Regions from separate parts of the Mus musculus genome. Here region 2 is linked to region 1. Evidence: chromatin contacts called from public promoter capture Hi-C data. All regions are on one chromosome and are shown on one strand. The core of a region is the stretch at or near the end of the contact, and the rest is flanking DNA. Distances in the headings are between cores, read along the strand shown.

What was found. Promoter capture Hi-C pulls out the DNA fragments that hold promoters and counts their contacts.
Region 2: a contact with region 1 is called in a promoter capture Hi-C map of epiblast stem cells, with 3 times the contacts expected there. The contact joins the enhancer-like site here to the promoter of Mettl24 in region 1. A contact is called at or near these places in 10 of 39 promoter capture datasets (the HPC-7 cell line, HPC-7-derived erythroid cells, the SN4741 cell line and 6 more), 2 of 484 Hi-C or Micro-C datasets (cerebral cortex and nephron progenitors) and 2 of 9 other capture datasets (adipose tissue and macrophages).

What each region holds. Positions count from the first base shown.
Region 1 is chr10:40,681,728-40,685,321 of GRCm38.p6, reverse strand. It overlaps Mettl24 (methyltransferase like 24), which reads right to left and starts at 2,040. Exons shown (of 5, transcript NM_177793.3): 1 at 1,658-2,040. The coding sequence starts at 1,966. It also overlaps a transcript of Ddo not described here.
Region 2 is chr10:40,917,711-40,921,461 of GRCm38.p6, reverse strand. Wasf1 (WAS protein family, member 1) reads right to left here. Exons shown (of 9, transcript NM_001379453.1): 2 at 1,054-1,214. The coding sequence starts at 1,186. Among named protein-coding and RNA genes, the nearest start is that of Wasf1, 36 kb to the right of the region's middle. Within about 2 kb of position 1,796, at least 38 of the 459 cell types and tissues checked have an H3K27ac peak or open chromatin away from gene starts, as enhancers often do. A contact at or near this core is called in cerebral cortex and epiblast stem cells, where this site is marked.

The DNA of each region.
Region 1 (3,594 bases), core at 791-3,290:
ATCTGTAATCTACCAAAGATAAACAGATAACAGAGATAAACCAAGATAGCTGCTTCTCCCCGTAACTTTCCAACATTCCCCATGTTTGCTACATCTCGCCACCTCCATAGCTACCACCTGCCTGCCATTTTCAGACTGATCTCTGTTCCAGCATCCCACAGGGGACAGAGGTGAACTTCCCACAAACACCCCCAGTGACCCCCTGATTCTATGCATTCCAAACCTAAACACTGTGAGGCAGGCTCTAGTCACCAATAACCTGGAAGACAACCCCTTAGGTCTCCTTAAACAGGAGACAGCAGAAACAAAAGTTGTGGAGAATCACTCAGAAAGGGGAGATTATCAAAGACAGAGTGTTCAAGGGTGTCCACAGAGGAACAAAGGAGGCCAGACTCTTAAAAAAAATATCAAATCTCAGTTCAAATGTCTCCTTTGTTCACTTTTTGATCTTTCTTCATAGGTTCAAGGCCTGAATCAAATTGTATGACTTTCCTGAGCCCCAGACACTTTGAATTCAGTTTGTGCTGGCAGCACTTGACCCAGCATCCAGTGGAAGCCCTTGGCAAGGGTTTTGAAAGCTTAGCACAGCATCATGGGAACTGCATGGACACAGTGAGAAGGAGGTGTCTCTTTTAGAGTAACTAGCTAAGTCTTTATATAGGAGGTGCATTTCGGAGACAGAAAAAAGAGCTGTGTGCGTCCCAGAACATAAGAGAATTGCCTGTTAAGCAATGCCATGTGGGAAGACTGAGCGCAGGGCATATAAAAGTGGGGGAAGAAAATCACTGAAAGTAGTGGGGGTGTTAGAGTAGAGGAGCCAAAGGAAGAGCAGGCTGGTAAATGCAGGGGCCAGCTCGCAGGTGGGGGCTGGGTGCTCAGATGCCATCAAGAAAAACCCGACTCCAGGCAGCACAGCCAGCCTTGCTTCGGAGGATGGCACCGCAGTTGGAAGCAAGAGTGGCAGGTGTAAGGATGTGGCAAGCTCATATATCCAATTCCTAATCTTTTCAGTCCTAGGTACCACAGAGCTCCCAAAAGAAGGTGTAAGGTGAGGCTTCAACAACCAGAGGTTTAAACTGACCTACTCAATGAAGTGCGGGAAGTTAACAAGGCAAGGATCTGGCCCTGGAGCATCCGATTATTTCCCACTAAGTGGTGCTATGGGTTTGGCTTCTCACCCGGTGCCAGTTCCCACTGCTGGGTAGGGACTCTGGGGTCGGAGTGGGTGAAGGGGGCGGTGTCTGGATGCTACTGGAAGGCAGATCTTGACCATCACCTGGATGAGCCTTTCATAGTGTCTACCCATCCGGTTTTGTCCAGGCCTGGGTGGGGAAAACACAATGGCAAGCCATGCCTCCTTCCCTTTCAGCGCCCCCTCCCTTGCTGAAATGGGTGTGGTTGCTTGGTGCTCCTTTCCTAGAAGGAGGTCTGCCACAGTAGGCGCTCAGCAAACGTTAGTTGAATTTGCATGATCCCTGCTCAATTCCACTTCATTCTATAGGGATACTGAGTGAGACTACAGAAAGTTCCAGGGAGAGCTCAGCTAGAAGGAAATAGAAGAGTCTTGAGGTCCCAGTGGCCTGAGCAGAAGGCTCCCTAGCGCCATCTGGGTGCAGGCTCAACTCCAAGGTCCATGTCTGCATGGTTTGCAACTGACCTTCCTGCGGAGAAGCCCGCCCTGGGCACAGCAGCTCGGCTCTGGGGACGTCGTGCTCCCGCCACCCCGGGGCAGCACTCGGCGCCCACTGCGCACGTAGGTCACCTGCCTCCTTCTGGCTCCGCGTGGGGAGCCGGGCGCCGACAGTAGGTGTGTCCGGGGTGGCCCTGGGGAATCGCCGCGGCCCGGGGGTCCCGAGCCCGCGTGGCGCAACTCCATGCAAAGCCGTAGGCCCAGAAGCAGCGCGGCACCGAGCAGCCACCGGGGCAGGGCTCCACAACCACGCCCGGGAGGCTTGACAGTGGCCATGGCGGGGACCTCGACCTCCGGCTGTGCTCTGGGTCCCACCCTCAGCTCCCAGCCGCCTGCAGAGAAGCGTTCCCAACGGACCGGGCTGACAACTGTGGCAACTCCCCAGCGGCCCGCCTTCTTCCCTGCGACCGGGGAGGCCCCGGCGTAACCTTATCCTGCCCAGCCGCAGCAGGAAGAGCGAGGGGCGGTGGGCTAGGCGTGCACCCAGGCTGCCATAACAGGGCTGGGTGTCCTTAGGTGTGACCAGCCTGTAAAGTCTGGCTAGTGGGGAGAGCCAGAGTCAGAATAGAGCACGTTCCTCCGGGGCGCCTGAGCTTTGACTTCATTTGTTGGTGTTAGTATTAGACACAAGGAAAGAGGAGAGGTGAGCCGCCAGGTTTGGCCCCAAAGAAAAAGTTGTCAAGCAGTTTTTGCCACTAAGCATGATATAAAAATAATCATACTTATGCTCAGGTTTACAACTTCTCTCCCTCAAGGGGAGAGAGAGAGAGAGAGAGAGAGAGAGAGAGAGAGAGAGAGAGAGAGAGAGAGAGAGAGAGAGAGAATAGCACTCCGTACAGAGGAGAGAATAGCACTCCGTGCAGAAGAATCAAATTAGTTATTCAGTTTCTAAATTCTGCCCGAAGCCAGCCCATGCTTTCTCCCTCGGTGTTATGAAATGTGTGGGGGTGAAGGGAAGGGAGACAGCCAGCGAAGACATCTGACAGCGGGAAAGAGGGAACAGAAGTTACCATGGAGTGCTGGAAATCAAATTAATTTAGCTCCAAACACACACCTCCCTGCTGCCTGGCAGAAATGCAGAGGGACATATTTATCTCTGGGCAAAACGCTCCCTAGCCGGGATTGCCATTGTCACCTTGACCTTAATTAAAGAAATCTAGATGCTCATAGTTTGGACTCACAAATGGGGTTGGTATCCCACTTTTGTTAGGATTCTTTCCCTCCACCTGTTTAGGGTGACATTGATTTCTAGATTTACATTCAGGTTCTTTGGGATTCTTTTGTTTTTTTTAAACCATGGCCAGATACCCACCCCCAACACACACATGCACGCACACACACATACACACACGCACACATACACACACACACACACACACACAAGCATACATACATGCACATTACACACACACACAAGCACACATACACATCACACACACATACACACACATATGGATATATTTTCCATGCTTCTATGTAGGTTGTCTCTCTCCCTAGCCTGCGACACGGACAACAGAGATCTAGAATGAAGTCTGGCCACCTCCTCATTTGAATGTTGGGATTTTCCATAGGGAGCTCTGCTCTCTGAGATTCCCATTCCTTTTTGGCAGAATTATTCTTTGTCAGAGAGCATTAAACCTGTTTCCCCACAGTCACAGAACTTATCAGCCTAATCCAGTGCATTCCCTGGCCATCACCGGTCCTCAGGGGCTTGGAGGTTTTATTATGCTTGAAAGTATACACACGTGATGGGAATAGACAGACAGACAGACAGACAGATATCTACTTGCCCACCTCCAGGGAAATTGCAGCTAAAAGTCTTTATTAAGATTATAAACTTTCATTCACACAAGCTGAGAGAGACAGCCTCAAATCCTGCAGTTATTTACTTGAACTGTGTTTGA
Region 2 (3,751 bases), core at 547-3,046, 240 kb before region 1:
TTAAAGGGAAAAACCTAGTAGAAATACATTCAGGGAATACATCTAGTCAAGAACACCTAATTCATATTTAAAATGAAATATAGTTATCTGAATAAAAAGCTCATTCGTTCCATTAAAAGACACACTGGATGTATTTTTTTTAAAGTTAATAACAACAGAAAATAATTTGTGTAATTCCTTAACAAAGTGCATCCTGTTACCTCTCAAGGATGTGTTACTACATGCTTCCTTCTCTATGTGCCCACCACTGTGTACCACGTGTGTGAGTGTATGGGTGTGTGTGTGTGCACGTGTGCATGTGAGACAGAGTCTCTCACTGAACTGGAACCTCACTGTTTCAGCTAAGGGGCCTGGCCAGTAAGCCACTGGGATCTGCTATCTTTGATCCCCAATACTAGACTTAGAGGCACATGCAGATATACCCAGCTTTTTATGTGGGTGCTGGGGATTTGAACTTATGTACCATGGCGACTATCTCAATAGGCCTCCTAATGCCTTCTCTCTAGCCAATCTTGCCTGACAGAAGCTGCATTCTCTTGCCGTTTTTACGTTACGGTGTATTCTAGACACTTGGTCCCACACTCTGATATCACACAGACTCACTTGTTAATCCCCCCACTAGTGTGCGCATACCTTGCTCTATACACCTTTGATAGTGTGAAGCTTTTTCCTGGTAGTAATAAGATATATTTTTAAAGAGAACTTAAAGTTCCCAAATACAAATAGTTAAATCATACAAAAATAGAAAACCAAGGTAACAACCAAGCATCATATAACTCTGGCTCTATCCTCTGCAGGTCAAATCACATTTTCACAACAGTTTTACTACTTCTAACCACTGTGTGATACTGTTTAGAGAGGTTCTGTTATTTCCTTAATAGGAAGAAATTACTGTTGTAACTCACTGATGTTACTTAGTGACTAAATTTTCATAATAATGTTATAATCCTTAGATGAAACATCCCTCTTAAATTAATAACAAGTACATTTTTAAACATAATAACTCCAAAGCAAATTCTGGTCTGCAATATTTAAAGTGATATAAATTCTTACTTAGGCTACTCAGTTGTCTAATTATATTTGCCAGGGAAATGTTGGTTACACATTCCAGTTCGTTCTTAATGCCCCTGGGCAGTGCTGTGTGGCACAAGTGCCGAGGGTCGATGTTTCTTTTCACCAACGGCATCTTGAGCTCAGCCACTGAACCAGCTCACCTGTGAGAAACAGAAAGAGAAACTGCCATCAGTCAGAGAATGGCACATGGAAGAATGAAGGTACATACTGTATGAAGACAAAGCAGGACTAACAAGAAGCCAAACTCACTTGTTAATCATTTCTTTGCAATTATTCCAACTACACCATTCTTTTAAGCTTACTTTCAGCACTAATTGGCCTGTGAGGAATCCACACCATTGACATTTACCATTGTAGAGATGTGTACTATGTAGCTGGTGTAAGAGGGAAATCTGAAACGGCTGGGGAAGAAACATCACGTTTATATTTCTACATATACCAGCTGTGCCCCAGAGGAACACCCTAAATCTCATCAAATCTACCAAATGTTTAATTATCAATAAGTTCTGCTGCTTTGCATCTCAGCCTGTCCTCATTTGGGTGATTCAGCAAGCAATGGTTAGTCAAACACAAGCCTCTCACCACTGTGGTTCAAATTTCACTGACCACAGAATAGTAACTATAAGCGTATAAACTCCAGCGTCACGACTAGCAGTCTGGGACATGAATCTTTGCTGCTATGAGATGCATGCTGTGGCCAGTGTGCCATGGATGCCATGTAGCTCACTGCACTGTATGTGTTACTCAGCCACAGGCAGCAAAGCTTTTAACTGTCATGCCTTCTTGCCTCTCATCCTAAAGCCACACAACATTTTACAAAATGGGTAGCTGGAAGGGGAGCTGACAGGACAATGAAAGAAGACAACGCTGAAAACGAAATTCAGTTATAATCCGAGGGGAGTAAGAGAACAGACAGATGACTGGAAATGTCACTACTGTCACTGCTTGAGAGACTAGCTACACAATGGGAAGAACTTAGGAAAGGTCAGCATATGGTCACAAATGAGGAGTGTACTTGTTACAAAAGGGAGTATGCTCTGTACAAAGTAAATGCTGGAAGAAGAATTTCACACTCAGGGAACCCTAGCGCTGTAATGCCGCACTTAGGGAAAAGGCAATAGGTCGGAGGCTGATTCAGATGCAGTGGGAAGGAGCTGCGCAGAAGTCTGCCAAGGCAGGAAAGACGCTCATGCTGCTATGTGCACTATTGTCAGCTGTACAAGGCAAACACTGTTCAAAATGCTCTCAGTGAGCTCTTCAGTGAGAAATAAAACACAATTCTTCTTGCCGGTAACATTTACCCAGTAAATTTTACTTTGAAAAAATGTCCCTGTACACTTTAAAACAGCAAAAGAGTTTCTTAATGCTTTTTGGTTGTTTTTAACTGTGTGTTATGATGTGTATGGGTGCAGACATGAACTTGTGGACAGAGGAGAACAACCTCTCAGTCAGTTCTCTCTTCCCAGCAAGGGCTGCAGGGATCAAACCCAGGGCTTCAGGCTTGTGACAAAGCACTTTTACCTGCTGAGTCATCTTGCCTTCTTGCTTTGGAGAAAACAAAACAAAAATCCCAACGAACACTAAAACATTATAATGAAACGGTACAATTTCTCCCACAGATTAAGATCATTTTCTGTAGTCTTAATGGTGTGTGTGTGTGTGTGTGTGTGTATGTGTATCTGGGGGTGGGGGTGGGTAGAGGTAGAAATTGAGTGTCTCCTTAATCACCCTCTACCTTATTTTTTGAGACAGGGTCTCTCTCCAAACAGAGCTTTCAGATCAAGACTAGCCAGTGGTCCAGCCCCTCAGCACTGGGATCACTGGTGTTCACTATTTGACTGACTTTATGTGCAGGGGACAGGGAGCTGCGTGTGGGTCCTGTAAGTCCTTCACTGACTGAGCCATCTCTTCACCCCCGTGATTTCCTTTTTAAAGCGTGTGTGTGTGTGTGTGTGTGTGTGTGTGTGTGTGTTCGCACGCACTCAGGGCTGAGCCCCAACTCTCCTGCTCCCGGACTCCCCTCTCACTGTATCCCTACCTTACTCTCATCCTGTCTTCACACGCTCTGTCTAGAATGCCTTTCCTCTTTCTCCTCACAGGGAAGAGTAACTGCTGAGCCTATACCCAGCATCTCTCCTCTGAATCCTCACCCAACTCCTCAGGAAGACGTACCCACCTACTTTTCCTGTCTTTAACTTTGACTCATATTTACATTTCACAGAATTCTACTACGTATATTCTATTGTACTGGACTTAAATGAAAAGTTTGAGAGAACTAAAAATCTTGTCCTATTCAACTTGTTTTTCTAATATCTAAGTAGGTGGTGATCAGATGATCGACAGTTGATCAATATATAAGTGGAAGAAAAAGCAATGGCCATGGCACATAAAGGCAAAACCAACAAAGCTCTTTAGGGCACCAAACATGTAACTTAGGCAGACAAACATATACCTTTCTAAAGCAACTAGTTCTGATTTAAGGATTAAGGGGTTTTATTTGCATAGATCCACTGTGAAAAATAATATCCTACAGTTTCGTTGCAAAACCAAACTTTGCTGGTTTCATGTGGGGATAAAGCAGGGAGAGCGAGTTATTTTTTGGTATCTATAGAGTCCAGCTCAGAGGCTAACGCATACCTTTTGCTGGAAAGAATCTGTAATGACTTATGAAGTGGTT